Regions from separate parts of the Zea mays genome. Here all the other regions are linked to region 1. The links are chromatin contacts, called in public Hi-C maps. All regions are on one chromosome and are shown on one strand. Each heading gives the region's core, a stretch centred on a gene start, on an enhancer-like site or on the middle of the called end of the contact. The rest is flanking DNA. Distances are from core to core; before and after follow the strand shown. Region 1 holds the start of LOC100279792. Region 2 holds the start of LOC100276685. Region 3 holds the start of LOC100191191.

Evidence for each region. Hi-C and Micro-C count contacts between places; a contact is called where the count stands out from the background.
Region 2: a Hi-C map of tassel shows a contact between it and region 1, with 2.4 times the contacts expected there. The contact joins the promoter of LOC100276685 here to the promoter of LOC100279792 in region 1. A contact is called at or near these places in 2 of 25 Hi-C or Micro-C datasets (leaf and tassel).
Region 3: a contact with region 1 is called in a Hi-C map of bundle sheath, with 9 times the contacts expected there. The contact joins the promoter of LOC100191191 here to the promoter of LOC100279792 in region 1. A contact is called at or near these places in 2 of 25 Hi-C or Micro-C datasets (bundle sheath and endosperm).

Annotation. Positions count from the first base shown.
Region 1 is chr8:19,516,378-19,519,691 of Zm-B73-REFERENCE-NAM-5.0, reverse strand. LOC100279792 reads left to right here and starts at 1,548. Exons shown (of 12, transcript NM_001152750.1): 1 at 1,548-1,788.
Region 2 is chr8:19,776,587-19,779,489 of Zm-B73-REFERENCE-NAM-5.0, reverse strand. LOC100276685 reads left to right here and starts at 1,590. Exons shown (of 3, transcript NM_001150412.2): 1 at 1,590-1,766; 2 at 2,060-2,903. The coding sequence starts at 2,098.
Region 3 is chr8:19,216,135-19,219,303 of Zm-B73-REFERENCE-NAM-5.0, reverse strand. It overlaps LOC100191191, which reads right to left and starts at 1,601. Exons shown (of 3, transcript NM_001136626.1): 1 at 924-1,601. The coding sequence starts at 1,295. LOC100283387 (syntaxin 32) reads right to left here. Exons shown (of 5, transcript NM_001156288.2): 5 at 2,197-2,608. The coding sequence ends at 2,449.

The DNA of each region.
Region 1 (3,314 bases), core at 299-2,798:
TGGGTATTTTATTGGGTCATTTGTTATGCCCATCGGGTACGATGGGTGTGGGTATGTTCTCTGTTGCCCCATACCCGCTACCCGATGGGGAACCCGCTAATATATGACACGTGAGTCCGGATTTATATGTCTCATATAAAATGAATGCTAAGTTTTGTCCATAGTTTTGTAGAATCAATGTTATGTTTTGTGTGATTTGAAGGCATGATATTGCCATTTAATGTTGAATATTGTTGAACCTGTGATAAAATTATGTTGAGTTCGATACATTTGTTATACTGGTACTTATTTTTGTGATTTAAATGATCATGTTTATCGTAATGTTAATGGGTATGGGTACCGGATGGGTACCCGCTACCCATGGTGGGTATGGGTATGGCGTAATTTTGTACTCATGATGAGTAGTGGGTATGGATATGGGTCAATTTTTTCCTAGTGGGTATGGGTATGGCTTCGTGTGCCCACTGGGTACCTTACCCACTGCCATCTCTACGCCTGACGCTGCCGCTCGTGCATCGCATGCTGGCTTTGCCCCCGTTTCCCTTCGGCGTAGGTTGGCGGCCAACATGCATGTGCGTGCCCAAAGCGCCTAAAGCCCTCACTGACAGACACGGTCGTTTTTCCTTCCTTCCATTCCCGTACGTGGTGTGCATCTGCAGGCGCGCATGACACATCCGCGCGCATCCGACCACACGCGCACATCCACCACTCCACGAGGGACGCGCGTCCTTCCGTCTCGATCCGCACCGGTGCGGCGGAGCGGACCGGTGTGACGGCCGACCACGACGGTGGGGTGGGGCACCACCACCACCTGCCTGCCGCCCGGCATCCCGGCACGGCATGCCAACCAAAAATGCTGAACTCGGTTCGCTCCCGAGTCTCTCTTTTTTTTTTAAAAAAAATAAATAAATCCAACCATGAGTTTTTTTTGTGTTTTCTGGAACAACAAAACTCCAAGGCCTACGGATTGTAACCTTGTCCAGTACCGGCCGGAGCTCCAGAACCCTCTGTCCTCTCTCCTCTCTCCCAAACCCGAGGCATGCATGGCTGTCCTGAAGCCACAGCAAAATACTACTAGTAAGGTTAATTTGGGAACACCATTTTATCAAAAAAATATTTTCTAAAAAAATATTAGTTTATTTTTTCTTGGAAAATAAGAATCTCTTAAGAAAATTGAATTCCCAAACTAGCCATAAAAGAAAAATCCCTTGCGAGTTGCGACTACTATTCGATGGGCGTATGCGTATTCACTGGCGGGCGGCGGGAGCCACATGTAGTGTAACGGGAATCAAGGCCAGTGGAAGTTTGGAACCGAGGCCTTTCACCCTTGGCATGGCTGCAGCCTGCAGGGGCCAGGAATTCACCGGCTCCACTCAAAAGGATGCCGCACAGCATAGGCATAGCGGGGGCAAGGGCATTGTGAGAATCTGGGCTGTGTGTGTGATACGCAGCAGTACACGAAGCCGAGCCGGCCTGGCGGCACGTACGGTCGCTTGCGGCGCGGAACAAAAGCCAGACACACCACCACCGCCTCTTCCACGCCCTCCCTTATTCGCTCCCACATCCACCACCATCTCTACCGCGCCGCACCCAGCTCCAGCTCTAGCAGCACCATCTCTACCGACGCACCCACCTCCTCCTCCTTGGTGAAGGCCGGCCGCGCCACTGCACGAGCACACACGAACGCACAGAGACGGGTGGCCGCCGTACCGACGCCCGCGCCTCCAGGTAGACTAGACTACTACTAGTACCTGGCAGGGGGCTGCTCCATTGCCGGCACATCATCAGGTGAGTCTGCGAGTCATCCTCCTAGCTCCTCGTCGCTTCGTTATTCCTTGGCCGCTGCTTGAGATTGTTCTTCCGATCCGATGCTTGCTACTAGCTACTGCTGCGCTGATCGCTAGCTCTCACGGCCGCCCTGCGCTGATCATTTCCTTGCGCTCCTCGATCGCTTCCTTCCCGTACACGCATGGTCGGGGGCGGCGCAGCCATCATATATACATGTGTGTCTGTTTGAATCATAGCTAGCGCGCCCTGCTTTCTTGCCGCGCGCGCGCGGGCGACTGCCCTGCCTGTTGCTTCTCGCTGCCGGAAATAATGCGGCGGCGACGATCGACCGACCGACCAGCGGACCAGGTGAATTGGATCCGTCAGCTGTGTGAGTGCAGCTCTCGTTAGAAAGATGAACTGAACAATCAGTACCGTTATTTCTCTGAAAGACGAGAACACACACACACACACACACGATTAAGAGAAAAAATAAAATAAAGGAAAAGACATGCATGCAGTCGGCTCCACTCTCCTGTTCACAGTTTCTGACGCAAGAGCTGGGAGAGCTGTGGTGTGGCCATCTTTCCGTTAAGTCCTGATTAACAGTACCAGTAGGCAGTTAGTATTAGCAAAAGACGCAACAAGCACACGGGCAACTGATCAATGCCTACTTTAAAAAAGTACTGCTAGTAGAGTAGACTAGACCATTACAGACTTCACGCAACGCACCCTACCAGATTAAAACGAAATTTGCTAGCTTAATTAATCTGCATGGTTGTTGCCGCCCGGCCGGAAGAAAGAGGGAGAGAAAACAACAGCTCCAACACGACTATACCATTCGTCAAAGGATATCAGTCTCTCCTTTACCTGCTTTATTCCGTTACTACAGTCTACAATCATCATCCAAATGCTTTGCCCGCTTTCATCTGCTCTTTCCGTCCAAAGCACCGTACTACGTGTGACAGTCACAAAAAAGGCCATGTGTGTGTGTGTGTGTGTACGTGTTTCCTCTCCTTGCAGTGGTCCACGGAGCTCTCGTGTTTCCGCCTCTTTTAACCGATTGTAATCCCAAATCCGAAGCCTATATATCTCTGCATATGCTTACCCTATACCCTGGATTCAGACCCTAGCTAGCTTTTTTCCCCGGTGCTTTGCGAAAAGAGTAAAGTAGATCAACCGTCTATAAACTATTTTGGGTGTGTTATTTAGGTCCATCCTCGAATAGTACATGAACCTAGATGATTCATTCGAAAATAGTTCATATCGGCACTTTACTCTTGCAAAAAATATGGAAGTCTCTAGGCTCTTGAGTAAACCTTTTGACGCCTTTTTAGTGTCTGGAATTGAAGTTTTGAACACGCAATGCGATGGCTGCTCAAGTATTAGGGCTTATTCGGTTATTTCAATTCCATGTGGATTGGTGTGTATTGGAATGAATTGGATGGATTTTGACTTGCTATGGATTTAAACCGACTCAATACCATCTAATCCACATGGATTAATGTTGAAACGAACAAGCCCTAAAATGATATTAGCTAGCGTTC
Region 2 (2,903 bases), core at 341-2,840, 260 kb before region 1:
AATAAAATTTTACTGCTAAGATCGTTGGTAACCAAAGTAAACTAATTAACTACAGTAATGGCTAATTTTATCTTTAGAAAAACGATTTGGCGCGTAGGGATGAAAACTAACACTTAATGGAATACCAATGTTTGGTCTTTTTTTCTTTGATTGTGAAATAATATGATATAGAATCTACTATGTAAATCGTATTTTTTTAGCATTAAGCTTGTGAAGATTCATAAAAGATAAACATTGCATTTCTTATGGGTTTTCTCGAATGATAGATTTAAAATTCGAATTTGATTCAGATACGGATACAAATGATTTTTCCACTTTTTTTTATTACATGCCACAAAATAATGTATACAATGATGTATGCAAAATTTTAATCTTATTTGTAATAATCCGATTGATAACGTAAAAAAAGATTACCATTAAATTTCATACAAATCTATTTAAAATATTAAATTTCATCTCATAAAAAAATATTTTTTGTCATTTACAACGCACTCTAAAAGATTACATTCTTTATACATTTTCCTTCTCTAGCAGTACACTCTAAATTCCGTCCTATATGTGGACAGTGATACTAGATTTCGTATTCTACAGTTATTTTCGTACCGGACATAAAGAAACAGATTGTTTGTAGGCCTCGAAAATAAAATATGCTACATATTGCATCCTTGATTATGTAGCCTAAATTACGCTTTTTTATTTTTTTACACAACCTATTAACCAGACTTTGTATTCTACAATTTTTTTTCTATCGGACATACGGAAAATGATGGTTCGTATGCCCCTACACTAAAATACGGTACATACTACAAAACATTCAAACATACCCTATGGAGAATCGGGTGAAATAGATCGGCACGAGAATCGGGTGAAATAGATCGGCACGAATAGCGCAGAGCGTACATACAGCCAGTCACAAATGCATAGCGAACTGTCGTACGTCCTCTACACGGGTGAATTTGGCCCCTACAATTTAGAGGAGCATTTACAGTGCCTTTTACTGGACCAATAAAAGGACCTGACAAACCTCTAAATATAGATAAATATAGAGTGGAGAGAGATTTTCTATCATATAGCCCGCTCTCTCTCTCTCTGCACTGCGACTGCGTCTCTGATTTCTATGCATGCAAAGGGACAGAGGCGAGGGGTATCAATTCGTACAAGTAGAGCAGGTCAGTGTAGAGATGGCCAAAAGGGCCACCCGGTCCGGCCCGGGCCGGGCCCGGTTAAGCCCGATCAAAAATCGGGCCGGGCCTGCTGAGCCAGCGGGCTTAATTTTATGTCCAAGCTTGGCCCGCAGCGGGCCTAAACGGGCCGGGCCGGCCCGTTTAGCACGAAAAAACGGGCCGAAAAGCGGGCTAAACGGACCGGTAAGCACGTTTTAGTGTAAAAATAACGGGCTTAGAGGTAAACGGGCCGTGCCGGGCTAGCCCGCCGTGCCTAGTTTCCTGTCCAAGTCCGCCCGCTTATTCTACCGTGCCAGGCTCGGACCGGGCCCAAAAAACGGGCTTCGTGCCGGGCTCACGTGCCTCGTGCTTTTTGGCCATCTATAGGCCAGTGTGATTTCACTGCAACTGTGTTCCCTCGCTCTCCTCCCTCCTCCCTCTTCACCTCAGCACGGGCTCTCTTCCCTCCGCTTCCTCCCGTCTCCTCTCCTCTCTCGCACAATGCCATTGCGCGGTGCGTGAGAGGGAGTCAGACACACAGACGAGGAGGAAGAGGGGGTAGCCAGCCAGCCAAAGGCGAAAGCGAGAAGAAGAAGAAAAAAGGTACGGGGTGGGTGAGGTGGTGTGCCGGGCCGCCGGGGGTGCTCGTCGGGCTCGTCGCGTTGTTCTGCCCTGTTCGCTTCGTTCTCCCCTTTTGTTGCCTTTTTTTTCTTTTGCCGACGTGCTGCACGAACCCGCTGTTCGTTCGACGCATGCGCCGTCCTCCTTTCCTCTTGCTCCACACGCGACGCCTTGCTAGAACGGGCGGGCGTCGAGAAGCGAGGACGTCGTGTGGGTTCGCGGGATGGCGATGGATCTGACCTTTTTTCCTTGACCCCCCGACCCCCCGGCTTCAGGACATTGCGCCCGTGCAAGGCGTGCGGGCAGGCCGGCGATGCTGCGGAGGACTGTGCCCGACCGGGCCGCGGACTCGTCCGGCTCCGCCGGGGGCGGGGACGCCCGGCCCCGCGCCGACGGCTCCGGAGCCGCGCTCTTCGCCGTGCCGCGCCTCTTCGTCGGATTCGCCGCCAAGCGCGCGCCGGACGCGGAGTCGTCGAGGAGCCCGACGTCGCCGCTAGACCCCAAGGCGCTGCTGCTCCGGTCGCCGAGGAGGGCCTGGGGCGCGCCGGGACTAGTCGACGCCCTCGCCGCCGACACCGCTGCCGCCAACTGCCTGCTCAGCCCGCGCCTGCGGCTCGTCAGGCAGCACAGCTCCCCGCCCAAGGAATGCGGCGGCGGCGGAGGAGGACACTCGCAGCCGGAGCTCGGCAAGACGATGTCCTGCCCCGCGCCGGACACCGCGGCCGCCGCCGCCGCCACCGCCATGTCGGTGCCGTGCAGCAGGTTCCAGTTCCGCCGCGGGGATCTGAAGTCTGGTCCTGAGGAGGCCACTAGGTCGGACACCGGCGCGTACCTCGTCAGCAACGGCAACGCCAAGCGCAACTCGTTCGACTTCGGTAAGCTCCCGGGCCCGGGCTCGCTGCCAGTGCCAGCGTCCCGGCGCTTCGTGGGCTCGGTCTCCGCGAGCGAGATCGAGCAGTCGGAGGACTACACCCGCGTCATCGCGCGTGGCCCCAACCCCAAGACGACGCACATCTTCGGCGACTGCATCCTGGAGCCCCACACGGCCGGGGCCAGCGACGACGAGGCCGCCGCCGTGGAATCGGAGGATGGAGCCGCCGCCGGGCGCTACTTCGTGGT
Region 3 (3,169 bases), core at 352-2,851, 300 kb after region 1:
GCTCTAGAGTCTCCCACCACAACTCTAGTTTGTTATTTATTCCTACCCGACTTTCATCAACTAGCACTACATCGTCGGCAAAAAAGCATACATCAAGGGATATCCCTCTGTATGCACCTTGCCATCACCAAGGCAAAAAGGTAAGAACTAAGAACTCAAAGATGATCATTGATGCAGTCCTATTCTAATCAGGAAGTCGTATCATTGTTGTACAAGTCCTTAATGAGTCCAACGTACTTCTTTGGAACTTTATGTTTGTCCAAAGTAGTAAAGTACATCACATAATATTCCTTGTATTTCGTCATAAGACTTCTCCAAATCAACGAAAATCATGTGTAGGTCCTTTTGCTCCCTATATTGCTCCATCACTTGCTTATTAAGAAAATGGTTTCGAGGCGTGAAACCAAACTGGTTCAAGGAGATCCTTGTTATTCCTCTCAACCAATGCTCGATAACTCTCTCTCATAGCTTCGCTTATCAACTTAATTTTTCGGTAATTAGTACAACTTTAAATGTCTCCCTTATTCTTGTAAATCGGTACCACTATACTTCACTCGCCAGGCATCTTGTTCGGTCGGAAGATTGGTTGACCAACTTGGTTAACCATACTATAGCTATATCCCCGAGGTATCCCCATACCTCAATTAGGATAGCATTAGGGATCATCTTGTCAGGCATCCTTTGATTGCCATATTGGCCACAGGAAATAAGTGCATCTGTTACCGATGCCAATGGAACGGCATAATGCACACGTAAACCTACCTAGCGTTGCATGCCCTTACTCCCAGGGTTCCACGCCAACTGTCAACTAACCAGTACGTATAGGTTAAACAGCAACGAACAGTCTGGAGGTATAAGAATATTTCACTGGTGCATTCCACAACCAAATCACAAGGCATACAGAGAAGGTGGGGGAAACAGACCTCCTGAAGGGCGGCGCGGACAGCATCCTCGACGTCCTCCTCCTCCTTGGCGGGCTCGGCGGCGGCGGCGGCGGCCCATACGGGGCGCGGCGGCGCGGTGGTGGCGAAGTAGTCGTCGTCGTCGTCGTCCTCGACGTCTGCCCAGGACTTGGTGGTGAGCGGCGCGGGAGCCCAGAAGACATCCTTCTGCGGCGGCTCCTGCTGCTGCTGCGCGGCCCCCGCGCCGTGCTTCTTCCTGGAGGACGGCCCGGCCGCCCTGCCCTTGTCGCCCTTCTTCTTCTTCTTGAGGGACTCGAGCGCCGCGAACACGTTGCCGGTGTTGAGCTTCACCTCCTCCGCCGCCGCTCCTCCCCGCCTCCCCCCTCCCACCATGCTCCCCGACCGCCGCGGTGGGACCCCGGCGAGGCTAGCCGAGCGAACCACGGACCCGAATCTGAATCTGCCCCGCCCGCCGATCTGCGGGGACGAGTCGGCGCGGGAGGGTCCTCGCCGCCTGGGGACCGAACTTGGATTGGGATTTGGGGTAGGGATGGACCGATGGAGGCGCGGTTGCTAGGGTTTTGAGATGGGTGGAGCCGTGGAGGGTGGAGACTGGAGACGCGTGCCGCGGCCCTCCCCTGTCCGGCGTTTGTTTAAGCAGCGGCGCAACGCAGATACGACTACGAGAGAGAGGCACAGGCACGGTGGTCTACTGGTCTGCTTTGCTCCCGTGCTACCTTACTTATCGCTAGCTACAAACGAGTCTTATCCACCCCCACCAGCATTTTACACATTGCCAGACTGCACACGCCACGCGCTGCCTCGTCCTCACGCGCCTGATGTGGGACGCCAGCTGCCAGTCTCAGAAAGAGGACTCGCCTGCGGCATACGCATGGAACCTGTAGAAATGTGAAATTGCAGAGCAGGGTAGTTGTATAGTATCACCACCAGCCATGATATCATCAGGTTCGCATCAAGTCGTTTTAACCGTGCTAAAAGCGCAATAAAAATTACAAATGAAACAAAAATAGGGCTCAGCGCAAAAGGAGGCATCGTCCATGATGCCAGGATCCATCTATGTTTGTCGTAGACAGGACAGATATCTGGGAGATCCTCCTACCTCAAAATTAGCTAGTAGACACATGACAGATAGCCTACCTGAAGTTAGCGTATGAAAAGAGAGACAGCAGATACCAGCCACCAGGAACAGTCAGAGTAGCATGTGCCGGAAGTAGCTGGGCACACTCCCGTATAGCGCTAGCGAGCGATCTGACAATGACAAGAAGCGGTATTGTAACACTGCTACCACCTGCCTATTACTATTACTGTTCAGCATACTGATACATCAAATACAGTGGAGATATTACCAATCAAGAGTAAACTTAAGTACTGGAACTCCTCCCGATTTACATGACCACAAAAGGGTGAACGACTCTGCTCATCATCCAGGGGTGAAAATTGTGTACACGGTGTAGTATGAGTTAAAAATAAAAGAATGCTATGCGTTTAGCAGCCAGAGCGTCTCGGGCAGAATGATTACAGAAGGTCAAGCGACGAAGAATATGAAGATCATGAGGAACACCATCAGCACAAAGAATATCTTCATCATCAGCCACCTGTTGGACGAAATGCTGTTGAGGTACTTCAGGAGCTGGCCCTGCGCTCCCTCCACGTTAGCCACGGTTTCCTCCATGTTCTCGTCGATTCTGTCATAGGTAACACGTCAGTTAATAAAAGATAGCCAGTAGGGCACATCGCTGCAATACAATAGGGACAGTGTGGACTGATAATGGAGCTGTTTGGGGATAAGATCCAGGAAGATATATGCTCCCACCAATTCCGAACTTAGGGCTTGATTGGATCCCAAACAGAGCTAAAAATTAGCCCACTTTACGAAAATAAATTCAACATGAGCTAATTCGGGGCTAATAAGGGCTGACAGACTCTAACCACTAAATTAGCTACCATTAGTTCTTATTAGTCCACGTTTAGCCTTTCTAATTGGTATTCAAAAATATGCGCCAAGTCGCCAACTGTTAGCCCCCGTATATCCAAAAAGGTCCTTATATTATCACGGATGCCATTATATCCTAATCAGCCAGGTACATAAGTTGGTTCATTTTTTTCATGGATCATAATTTGGCACATGTAGGCTCCTTCGCTGTGCTAGTGCCACAGTGACGCGGTACTGTTTATGTGCCCAAGGATTGTATTGACTCTTAACAACAGTCTCCTTCCTAATAATCTACTCCCTCTGTCCCAATATA